Regions from separate parts of the Mus musculus genome. Here region 2 is linked to region 1. A link is a contact called in public Hi-C data. All regions are on one chromosome and are shown on one strand. Each heading gives the region's core, a stretch centred on a gene start, on an enhancer-like site or on the middle of the called end of the contact. The rest is flanking DNA. Distances are from core to core; before and after follow the strand shown. Region 1 holds the start of Stxbp5l (syntaxin binding protein 5-like). Region 2 overlaps Stxbp5l (syntaxin binding protein 5-like).

Region 1 (6,263 bases), core at 3,279-5,778:
AGATTTTACACTGGAAAGGCAGAAACATTTTAAAAGATAAAGTGAACAGAGGCAGTGGTCAGGACTGGTCTCACAGAGGTTGTCATTAAATTATATGGTAAAGGCTAACTGAGAGTTCTCCAACTGTACATCTGGGATAATTATTCTAAAGGAAGTCATGGACAAGCACTGCACATGACAATGTGATGCTTTGGAGCAGTGTAATATGCCAAGGGAACCAAGGAAATAGATAGAGTTAGGAAGGTAAACAGGGCACCTTTCTGAAGAGAACCATATGAAAAATCAAGATTAAAAAGATTAAGTTTTAATGTATAAAGCAGTGTTTTCAAGATGAGTAATTTTCACAAAATTCAAATTCAAGAGGAGTAGTTGGTGTATGTTGCGAATAGCTGAGGCAGTGGGCACTCAAGGGCACATACTGAACCTAAAAGATTACAATAAACTGGTATGTTAGCCTGTCTCTCTACTCCTGAGCATTTTCCATGTATTATGAGGAACTTAGCTTTACATTCCTTAAGATCAACAAATACCCTATACCTGCCTAAGAGTATTACACAAAACACAAAATTTAAAAAAAAAGTATTGATTGGCAGTACAGCTTGTTATAATTCATCAAATAAACTTAAGTTAATAAAACATCACATTTATTTGTCTTAATTGATTTTACTGGAGTATAACAAAAGACTTTTGTTTCTAGAGAACTACTGCTCTCTGGAAACTAACATAGAATTCCTGCCAAACAAATCACATTGCATTCGGGTAATCACATTATTACAACAAAATGAAGTATAATAAGGTAAAATATGAAGTGAGGATAGATCAGAATGTATTTTCAAGACACAAATCAAGAAAGTAAGATGCAAGGAATGAGTACCGGGGATGGGAAATGGCACAAAATTCAGAAACACAGAGCAAATAGGATCTGAGGATTCAGATGGTCGAGGGAGGCTTGGTGGGGAACAGAATCTGGATTTACACTTCAGTTTTAGCCACAATAAAAAGATAAAAGTGTCCAGAAGGTGCTGATGTCTTATCATTCACAAAAGAATCTTCTCTGCACACTTGATCAGTAAGCCTAAAAGAAGTCCTCATCCCAATGACAGCTCTAATTTTGCTTTTTCCTTAATCTACTTTATATATCCATTATAGACTATGCTACCTATAATATAGTTACATAATCACTTTTTAAATTAACTGTAGTCCTAGTCAAATATACTATTGTGTTTTCCATACTTGGTGTGACTGCAGTACAATTACTGCATAGCTAATACAACTGTCTAACCTCATAGTTTATTTGAAACTTATTACCCTAAATATAAAGTATATTATAATGGCTATATTTGTTCTACAACAAACAAGGTATCTTTTCAACTTCAAAAATATAAATATTTTATCACCCCTCTCACCCTGTGTATTCTCTTCACCGTCTTGTCTTCTCAAATTCTAATAAGCTTTCTTTCATATAAGGAAAATAGAAATATTTATTCTCATACTGCAAATGCAGGAAACAAGGTTCCAAGAAGAAAAACATATCTTGCCCGTGATAATATGGCTGGCAAATGGCAGGGCTTAAAATGTTTAAAAAAAAAAACTTATTCATAGGCCATTGTCCTTCCTACCATGCCATATGTATCAGACATAGACCATACTTAACTTCTGCCACTTGTCATGACCACTCTTTTCTTAAGAAACTTGGAGGTAACCGTGTGCTGCACTTTATTTCCAGCATTTACACATACATACCTCTGAATTTATTTCATTTAAAAATTTCTCTACTTGCTTTACAGCCTCTACTGTTCATCATCCATCTGGTTTGAGTCTACCTGCTCTATACTAATTTTATCTGAAATAAAATTCTCCTGCATCACTATCACGTTCATTACTTGAGGGTATTAGGATTTTTTTTCAGAATATGGGAAAGGAAATAGAAATAAATAATCAAGACATGATTCTCCTGTGTAGCAATTCAAATTTGGCTTCCAGGGCTCTTTCACATATTTGTTTCAGAACCGCTATTAAGTTCTTCCTTAACTGATATAATATCTATTACTTCATATTGTATTCAAATTTCACACAATTGATTAAATCTATTTAATTCTAAATAAACTTGGGCCTTAAGTAAACTAATAACTATAGATTTGATGTTTTTATAATAAACTTTCTAGGAAGAGCTGAGACAATGACTGAAACTTAACCTGATTTTTCTTATTATGTATTTATATTATGTATTCAATCACATTTATAAAACTATATTCATTTATATCATACAAATGACTTAAAGGTGGTTTTTTTTCTCATATAAGTCATATCAAAATTACACTGAAAGGTAACACCCAAAAAGAGCAATGAAGAAAATATACCATCTCATAAAGTAATACTATAATATCTTTATATAGCAATGTTACATTTTTTTTTTTTTACTATTTCTCATCTTCTTTCCCTGTCCAAAATTCTGCTTGTTCATTGGAAGCTCAAAATCAAAGTATAATGGCCTAAATGTTTTCCTCTGAATCAGAACACGTTGCTTTGCTTTTCTGGGAATTCTGAGTTCTCACAAGAATTGAGCCCATAGGATTTGTATGCTTATCAAGGGTCTAAGATCCCTTTTTTTCTAATATCTAGAATTTTAGAACACTGTCACTGGGCACATTAATCTATTATCTACTTAATTCTAGCAACATGTTGAGAGCCTTATTCATTTTACAACTAGACAGAGAAAAGGAATAACAGTTTCTCAGAATGAAAACCCAGGAAGCCAAATGGCTGTCATTTCTCCTTCAGTTTAGTACGTATACACAAACGTATTTTGTCCACTTATTTGGCTTTAACACCTTGGAAATACTACTTTTTGTGTGTCTTTTCCTTCTCTTTAAAATACCATTGTTGCTTATAAACCGATGCCAAAGTTAATATCTAAAGTGTTTTTATTCATTCAAATCAACTTAGTACTAGGCTCTTTGATACTGACGTCTCAACAATTTCCAGCCCTGCAAATGTATGTGTGTGTGTGTGTGTGTCTCCTTGTTTCTTCACAACAGTAAAGTAGAAATATAACAGGCCCTAAAGCCAATTCAAAACTTACCTTGCAAATCTGGAAATAGTCTGAAGTCAGGCTTTCCTGAATTTCCTCTCTCGGAAGCCCTGCAGTCCCTCCTGGATGGACAGAGCCACTTCCAGCCCCACCACTGTTACTGCCACTGCTGCTACCACTGCCAGGGGAAGAGGCAGTTAAGCCATCCAAAACTTTTCGGAAATTAAACTTCTTCATTTTAAACACTGTCGAAAAATTAAAAGGAAAAGAGAAGTGGTCACAAACATGGAATTTTACGGGGCAAAAGCCTCTATCTTTTCATTAGTCAAGGCAGGAGTAGCTAGTCCCCATTTTATGAGCATTGGATGTAATCGACGGGGAAGAGGGGTTCGGGCTTCATGTCCTCAAATTTTAACTTTAAAAGGGATATCTTTATAAGATAAAGAGAACACAACTCCAAGAGCAACAGTATTCCTTCCTTCGCACATTCAGATTTTCAAGGGCTTTATCCCCAGCTGTAGCTATGCTTTATCAGCACTGGGGTAAAAATAAAAGGCCGTGTCATCATCGTCATTAGCATTATATCATCATTATTATACAATCAAACCAGAGCCCAACAGACCAAGACCCTATGGACTGTTCTGAAAGGGGGGCTTTCCTTCTTCAGGGTCAACTCATAAATTTTTATTATCGGAAAAAACGATGTTGTAGGGGAACCAGTATTTACTCTTCCACCATGTTTGGGGCTCCCCCCCACACAATCCCATCATCTTCAAAGCTTCCTTTTTCTCAATAGAAACTAGGGGACAGGAAAAAAAATGGCTTTTTTCCATCCCATATACCCAAAAACCTAGACCCCAAAACATCTGCGGTGACTCACGGCCACAGCCGACGGGAGGGGCGAGCGGGGACCGCCTGCCTCCACCTGTCCCCAGCTCCTCTCTTCTGCCCCTCTCCCGCCTCTGGTCTCCCGTGTCCCCTCCCCGCCCGGCTCCCCCTCTGCACAGCAGCGGCTCTCCGGGGGATGTGAGGCGGTGACGCCTGCGGCCCGAGTCCCGCCTCAGCCTGCGGGGCGCGCAGAGCTGGCTCTCTCGCTCCCTCCCAGCCAAGCAGGGCGCTGAGGCTACCACCGCGGGCTACGAGCCCTGGAGCCCTCACAGACAGCCGGGAAGCCACACGCACCTCAGACAGCTGCGCGGGCGCGCTCTCCCTCTTGCACAGGCACACACACACACACACACACACACACACACACACACACACACACACACACACAGGCGTGCGCACAGGTGTGAGGGCAAGCCGCGATGGGACAGCACGGGTGTCCCTGGGGACCCCAGACTTAGCACCTTCCTCAGACGCCACTAGCCGCCGGCCAGCCCGTGAGGCGGAGGGCGCGGAGGCTGCAGGCTCACAGGCGGGCGAAGGTCCAGCCCGGATCCGGCCGCTTCTCGGGTCCCTCTGGTCCTGGTGCCTGGCGCTCTCCGAGGTCCTAACCGAGCGGGCGGGTCTGTCTCAGGCTCCGCCCCCGCCGTGGGAGGTAGGCCCCGCCCCAGTCGGCCCGCACCCTCCTCCCTCCCAGACTCTCGCGCCGGGGGCGGGGCACTCTGGGCACCAGGGGGGCGGGACATCCTCTCGCCAATCACAAGCTCCACTGACCTAAGTCTTAGGGATTCCAGGCAGGAAAGAAGTTTGGGGATAGGTCAGAGAAAAAGCCAGTGACAGGAGGAGGGGATCATTTAGGAAAGTAGGTGATGTATTTGATTGACAGCCATACTAGCCAGTATGCCTTGGCGCCGTGCTTTGGGGGCTGTAATTGGTGCTACCTGTTGAAGGACGCAAGTGTGAATCAATAGAATGCTTGCAAGCTTGAGAACTTGCGCTCCGGGAGTCCCAGGCTGCAGAAAGGGTTACCTTAGGTCGTGCTCTGGACTGTATTGTGGACCCGGCTTTTGGACCGGGCTTATTTTGCAGCCTTCCCCCACCCCCCAGCACCCCTTGAATCTATTTCTGCTCACCAGGGCCAGGTGCATCTAATAGACGATCTCGCTGCCCTGCTATATGCGTTGAACGTAGATTTGTAAATAATCCCTACAAACTGTTAGTTCTCTCCATTAAGTCATCTGTACCAAAATGAATTGGTTTTCGGTGGAAATGTTGGCTTCCAAATCTTAAGGAAATGATTTGCCTACTTTATACAGCCTATGGAAATAGACCAGCGTTCCCCTTCTCCACATAGACAAATTAAATTTTTGAGGAAACATTTCTCTCAAATCATGACAAGATGCATCTTAAGCTTTTTTCTCATTTGAATCATTTTGGAAAATACTCTATTCCATACAGGAAAAAGAAACATCGCACCATTGTGAAGAAGGTGATGTAGTTCTGAGCCCTGACTGGCTTTTGGTAAAAGGCTCAAGGTCCATAACTAACTGTACACTTTAATCTAAGCAACAGGGATCATTAGAAATCGTCCCAAATATTTACTGTCCTACATCTTAGGTATGAAACACCACTTCCAGACCCATCCCTTTCTCTGTCAGAGATGAGAGGGGAGAAAGGGAAGACTTGAATGCCTTATGAATTACTCAGGCAAATAGCAAAGAAACCATGGCGATCAAATCGCGCTCAGATTTTCGGAAACTCAGCTCGGTATTCACATTCTCATTTTGAATGTTCTACTCCTTAACACTTGCAGCACTTCTTTTTGTAACCCTCTCACACTTTCACGGTCAAACCCAGATAGTGATTTTCTTAATAACCATTAAGGAGTAGAACTTTGTGCTTCTAGTTAATTTAGTACCTGGCACAGTATTTCTCTTAGAAAGAGCATTCAAAGGGCTTTAGACAATGGATTAGTTACTGGCTATAAGATAAAGATTTATGAGATGATATCTAACTTATCATGCTTGGGAGGAGTGAAAAATAAGTATGGAAACAAATTTCATATGTGTTATAAACTGGATCTTGAAGTGCTTCTAAATCCTATATCAGATACCTAACAATACCTGTCTTTTGCTGTCTCCTGTTGCCTTTTTTTTTTTTTTTTTTTTCCTTTCTGGCCCATTGTTCATTTCCAAACATCGGAGTTAATGAGAGCTAAAAGATTTTCTTCCTCTTTTTACGTCTAGCTTTTCTTTGAAAGGAGGCGATTTGGTGAGTTAACCATTATTAAATAGAGTGATGGATTTAGAATGCTTTCTTTGCTTCAGCAAAATTTGACCTACCTACT
Region 2 (6,513 bases), core at 2,637-5,136, 80 kb before region 1:
AATAAATACCTAATTTTAATGCATGTTCTAAGATTATAGCCACAGAAATGGTGATTCATTAGGTATGAATGGTGCTTAAGAGACTGATTTTTTTCTTCATATTTTTAAAAGCATCAGTCTTTGCTTCTTAAGTAAAGGTCCATTCACCAGCAGCATCAATACTAGCTACAAACTTACCTCAAACCCAAACACTAAGGCTTCACTTCAGACTTTCTAAACCACAAACTGCACTTTATGAATGAAATACCAGGTGAGTCTTAGCCATGCTCAGACTTTACACGGCAAGTTTTATCAGACAATCTACAGAACAGAAGGGAAGAGGCATTTTCTGTGGTTGATTACTTTTTACTCTTCAAGTTTCAGGATAGGAGCTTAAATTACTGTTATGGTAGAAGGGATGTGGCTATGTGGTTCCCTAAAACTAGTTAAAAAATAAAATTATGAAGGGGGGGAGGGAGAAGAATACTAAGGAAGAAAATGACAAGAATTTTAAAAACAAGTCAGTAAAGAAGGAGATAGCATCCCTGTGAGCCCTGTAGTCTCATGAGCCAAAATGCTGATAGGCAGAAACTTTAGTGAAACATTTAACCCATAAAAGAAAAGAAAATAGAAAATGTCCCTTAAGTAAAACAACCTCATGGTATAGTTGATTTAAAATAAACTATACCATCTAGAACTATTATACAAAAGACCAAATTAAAAATGAATTAATATTCAATTAAATTTTATTCATAGTCTTAATGAACTATCAGTCAACTAATGTGTAAATAAAAACCTTACTCAATCACTTGTCATTATTTGGGGAACCGTCTAACATAACTCAAACTAAATTAAATTTCTGCAACTATTAGGTAACTTACCAATTAGAGACATTAAACTTGTTCTGTGAAATACTAAAATACAGCAAATATTTTGAGCTTTAAATACCACACAGTTTGTCTTACAGCTTCTCAACTTTTATACAGTAGTACAAAAATAGCCACAGAAAGCACACACATTAAAAAGCAGAACTGTGCTACAGCAGCATAGTCTTATGCCTAGAATAAGGCATGGACCGCATTAGCTATGCATGCCACTACATGGAATCTAAACATTAATTTTTCTATTTTTATTTGGCTATGTAGTTTCATACAAATTTGCTGAAATTATAACAGAAACTTCCTTAAATGGTTAACTTTTTATGGAAACCATAGCATGTTTATGCTATTTTTTCAATATATTATTACTTGGAACAAGCAAGAAATACATATGATCAAAATGTTTCATGTAATATTATGCATTCTCAATTTACATTGCCAAAAATACACTAGAAATAATGACTAGCACATATAACATTAATTAACAGAATAAACACTTTATGGTTAAAATGTACCTGTCTAGATGTTGGAGATTCAAAACTTATACAGTGTATCTGTACCCCTTTGGAAACTTAAAATTTAAGAAAATATTTAGAAAAACTAAATGATAGTTGTATTATTTTATTTCATATATACAAATAAAATCAAATCAGATACACAGCCTATCCTAATACTTCCTCATTGCATTTTAAATTACAATGTTTTATAGACTATTGCCAGATTTTTTTTTCTTCTTTAGGTCATCTAAAATATGGGTTCCAAATATATCCAAGGTTGACCTTAAACTCACAGCAATCTTCCTGTCTAGAGTCTTGAAGTTTGGGTTATAGAGTTTGGTTATCATGTTAAGCTGTTAGTTGATTTTTACCTATTCTAAAACCAATTAGTAGCCTAATGACTTGTAACTTTTTACTTTATTGACAGAGGTCAGTTATAAGGTGAGGATTTTATATTATACTCACTAAGGATTACATTCTCTATGGTTTCTTACTCAAATTTAAAAATTGTTAATTCATTACATCATATTAAGTAAAAGCAGTTATCAGAAGGGAAAAAGTTTCAGTTGATCATTTTCTTGTCTACTGTGAGAAAGATATCAAGGTGTTTAATTATTCAGTTGTCATATAATTATACATGTTGGTACCATGGAGTGAAAATTTATATAATAAATATTATATTAAGGATATTCTGAATTTTAGTTCTGAAAAGCATCAACTAGTACATATATAGTAATGGAAAGTTGGTTTAACAAAAGGCTCAAATTAAAAAAATGAGTTTTGCTGGTCCTTAAGTTCAATAATAATCAATAATTCCACCCTAAAATCAAAATTATACATTAATTGTTTTATATTCATTCATGCTGTCCATGTATTATATAATATTTCCATTTGTTCTTAAATGTACATGCTATAAGTTTAAACATTATTGATCAACTAGAGTTTACATCTAGAAAATGGTTCCTGGATTAGAAAAATATTTGAAAATCATAGCATGCAAGTATGCTAGGGTTAGTAGTGCTATCAAAGCAAGGAACAATGTTATTAACTGGTAGTTTGAACAATCTTTTAGAAGAGAGACTGCATATCTTCTATAGCTACAGAAGATACAGTTGGGAATAGTGTATAAGGAAGTTACAAAACAAACTCATATTTGAGCTAGAATTAAAAGACTAGTTCTTCTAAAATGGGTTAAATTTATGAGCTAACCCGTCATCTTCACAGTTAGCCTAACTGGATTTAACTCATCTAGACAATATGCCTCTGGAAGTGTCGATGATGGCATTTCCAGAGAGGTTTAACTAAGGAGGGAAGACCTACCCTGAATGTGGGTGGCATCATTCCATGGGCCTGGGTCCCAGACTGAATCAAAAGGAAGAAAGAAAAAAAAAGAAAAGAAAAGAAAGAAAGAAAGAAAGAAAGAAAGAGAGAGAGAAAGAGAGAAAGAAAGCAAGCTAAGCACCAGCATTTATCTGTTTCTTGACTGTGGAAACAAAAGACCAGCTCTCTCATGCTCCTGCTGCCATGCTTTCCCCGTTACGATGGACTGAACCTTCAAATCCAAAGTCAAAATAAACCCTTCGTTCCATAAGTTGCTTTGCGCCAGATGTTTTGTCTTGGGCATGAGAAAAATAACTGATAAAATTATTTTTAGACTGGGGGCTGGAGAGATGGCTTAGCAGTAAAGAGCACTGACTGCTCTTCAGCAGGTCCTGAGTTCAAATCCCAGCAACCACATGGTGGCTCACAACCATCCGTAATGAGATCTGATGCCCTCTTCTGGGGTGTCTGAAGACAGCTACAAAGCACTTACATATAATAAATAAATAAATTTTTAAAAAATATATATTTAGACATGATATTGTATTTAAAAGGAGGTGATACAGAGATTCTATGGTCTTCAGGAAAAGAGAAAGAGAGAAAAAGAGAAGGGGAGAAAAAGGTGGTGGGGGGAGAATGTTTATGTTTCAAAATAAATTAATAATCATTTGCACTTTGTATACCAGCAGGTTCAGATTTTTAAAAAATTATATGCATAACTTATCATAAGTTCATCATCCAGGTAGTCAGAACAAGAAATCAAGAGGAACTTGGAGGCAGGAACTTATGCAGAGGTCATGAATGTGCACTGTTCACTGGCTTGTACTTCATTGCTTGTTCAGCCTGCTTTCTTATAGAATCCAGGACCAGAAGCCAATGGGTGCCCCTACCCACAATGGTCTGTTCCCTCCCACATCAATCATTAATTAAGAAAATGCACTGTGTGCCTGCCTTCAGCCTGATCTTAAGGAGGCATTTTCTCTACTGAGAGTCCTTTCCAAATGATTCTAGCTTGGGTCAAACTGACATAAAGCTTGGCAACACAGGCCCTTCAGGGCTGCTTGCTTCCTCTATTGCAGATCTGATACATTGCCTTGTGCTTATTGAAAAATAAACAGGAATAAAATAGTCACAGGAGGCAGACAGAGGGAGGGAAATGTGTGGGAAACAGATGGGAAGGGAATGGGGAGGGCTCAAGATCAGGTATGGGGAGAGACAGTTGAGATGGCCAGATGGCCATGAAAATGAATGGAACTCTGTAATTGACTGGGGTAGGGAGGTGGGGTGCATCTCAAGGACTTGAAAGAGACCTATGATAAGGGAGGCTTCTGTGAATCAATAGGGGTAACTCGCAACAGTGAGGAGGCCACCTCCTTTAGCCAGGTAGGAATCCCTGTGGAGCAATAGGGACACCAACCCACCCACAAAACTTTCAACCCCAAATTTATGCTGTCTACAAGAAATGCAGATATGGAGGATGGAGCAGAGACAAGGGAATGGCCAAACAATAACTGGTCCAACATGAGACCCATCCCATGGGCAAATATCAATCCCTGACACAACAATATTGTGTTAAGTTTGCAGACAAAAGCGCAACATGGCTGTCCTCTGATAGGCTCCACCCAGCAGCTGACTCAGAAGGATGCAGAGACCCACAGCCAAAAAGTGGATAGAGTTTGGGGACTCTTATGGAAGAATAGGGGGAAGGATTGCAGCCCCAAAGGAGATAGGAATTACATAGGAAGACCAACAGAGTCAACTAACCTAGACCCTTGAGGCTCTCAGAGACTGAACCACCAACAAAAAAGCATACATGGGCTGGACCTAGACCTCCCCCCATATATGTAGCAGAAGTACATTTTGGTCTTCATGTGGGTTCTAAAGAACTGGAGCAGGGGCTATACCAAAAGAAGTTGCCTGTATGTGGGATATGTTCTTATAGCTAGTCTGCCTTGTCTGACCTCAGTGTGAGAGTATGCACCTAGCCCCACAGAGACTTAATATGCCAGGGTGAGAGGATACCCAGAGTGGGCCTCTGCTTACTCAGAGGAGAAGGGGAAGGGGGAAAGATTGTGGGAGGGTACACCACAAAAAGGAGGGGCAGTGAGTGAGATGTAAAGTGAATAAACTTTTTAAAAGAACTTCAAAGGAGTGCACAGGGGTCCACCAGCCCGAGAGGTTTCTTCCGGCGGGAGCCTCCTTGGCTCCAGGACTCCGCAGAGGGCAGGCTGCACGGGTGACGGTGTGGAATACAGAGGCCAGCCATTTCTGAGACAGGCGAGAGCCACAGAGCTTCTGAGGCGGCGCCATCTTTGGCTCCAGACAACCGGCCACCTTCCTGGCCAAAGCAACACAGCTTCTGGGAAAGATCCTCTTTTGGGCCTTCATCTTCAGCCAGGAGGAGGTCCAAACACCAGATAACTGTGCACCTTCCCTGAAAGAGGAGAGCTTGCCTGCAGAGACTGCTCTGACCACTGAAACTCAGAGGAGAAAGCTAGTCTCCCAAGTCTGCTGATAGAGGGTAACAAAATCAACAGAGGAACAATCTCTAAACAAAGACAACTATAACAACTAACTCCAGAGATTGCCAGATGGCGAAAGGTAAACATAAGAATCCTACTAACAGAAACCAGGACCACTCACCATCATCAGAACCCAGAACGCCCACTTCGCCCAGTCCAGGGCATCCTAACACACCTGAAAAGGTAGACCTGGATTTAAAAGCATATCTCATGATGATGGTAGAGGACATAAAGAAGGAATTTAATAACTCACTTAAAGAAATACAGGAGAACACTGCTAAAGAGTTACAAGTCCTTAAAGAAAAACAGGAAAACACAACCAAACAGGTAGAAGTCCTTATAGAAAAACAGAAAAACACATCCAAAGAGGTGATAGAAATGAACAAAACCATAAGAGACCTAAAAAAGGTAGTAGACACAATAAAGAAAACCCAAAGTGAGGCAACGCTGGAGATAGAAACCCTAGGAAAGAAATCTGGAACCATAGATGCCAGCATCAGCAACAGAATAAAAGAGATGGAAGAGAGAATCTCGGGTGCAGAAGATTCCATAGAGAACATCAGCACAACAATCAAAGAAAATGGAAAATGCAAAAAGATCCTAACTCAGAACATCCAGGAAATCCAGGACACAATGAGAAGACCAAACCTACGGATAATAGGAGTGGATGAAAATGAAGATTTTCACCTCAAAGGACCAGCAAACATCTTCAACAAAATTATTGAAGAAAACTTCCCAAATATAAAGAAAGAGATGCCCATGAACATACAAGAAGCCTACAGAACTCCAAATAGACTGGACCAGAAAAGAAATTCCTCCCGACACATAATAATCAGAACATCAAATGCACTAAATAAAGATAGAATACTAAAAGCAGTAAGGGAAAAAGGTCAAGTAACATATAAAGGCAAACCTATCAGAATTACACCAGATTTTTCACCAGAGACTATGAAAGCCAGAAGAGCCTGGACAGATGTTATACAGACACTAAGAGATCATAAATTCCAGCCCAGGCTACTATACCCAGCCAAACTCTCAATTATCATAGATGGAGAAACCAAAGTATTCCACGACAAAAATAAATTCACCCATTATCTCTCCACGAATCCAGCCCTTCAAAGGATAATAACAGATAAAAACCAATACAAGGACGGGAACCACGCCCTAGAAATAACAAGAAGATAATCCCTCAACAAAACTAAAAGAAGACAGCCACAAGAACAGAATGCCAACTTTAACAACAAAAATAACAGGAAGCAACAATTACTTTTCCTTAATATCTCTTAATATCAATGGTCTCAACTCCCCAATAAAAAG

Evidence for each region. Hi-C and Micro-C count contacts between places; a contact is called where the count stands out from the background.
Region 2: a Hi-C map of cerebellar granule neurons shows a contact between it and region 1, with 2.9 times the contacts expected there. The contact joins the enhancer-like site here to the promoter of Stxbp5l in region 1. A contact is called at or near these places in 6 of 39 promoter capture datasets (3T3-L1-derived adipocytes, embryonic stem cells, frontonasal cranial neural crest and 3 more), 5 of 484 Hi-C or Micro-C datasets (brain, cerebellar granule neurons, cerebellum and 1 more) and 1 of 9 other capture datasets (liver).

What each region holds. Positions count from the first base shown.
Region 1 is chr16:37,380,430-37,386,692 of GRCm38.p6, forward strand. It overlaps Stxbp5l (syntaxin binding protein 5-like), which reads right to left and starts at 4,529. Exons shown (of 28, transcript NM_172440.3): 1 at 4,381-4,529; 2 at 3,083-3,276. The coding sequence starts at 3,268.
Region 2 is chr16:37,300,780-37,307,292 of GRCm38.p6, forward strand. All of the region lies in intron 5 of Stxbp5l (syntaxin binding protein 5-like), which reads right to left. Among named protein-coding and RNA genes, the nearest start is that of Stxbp5l, 81 kb to the right of the region's middle. Within about 2 kb of position 3,887, at least 1 of the 459 cell types and tissues checked has an H3K27ac peak or open chromatin away from gene starts, as enhancers often do. A contact at or near this core is called in cerebellar granule neurons, where this site is marked.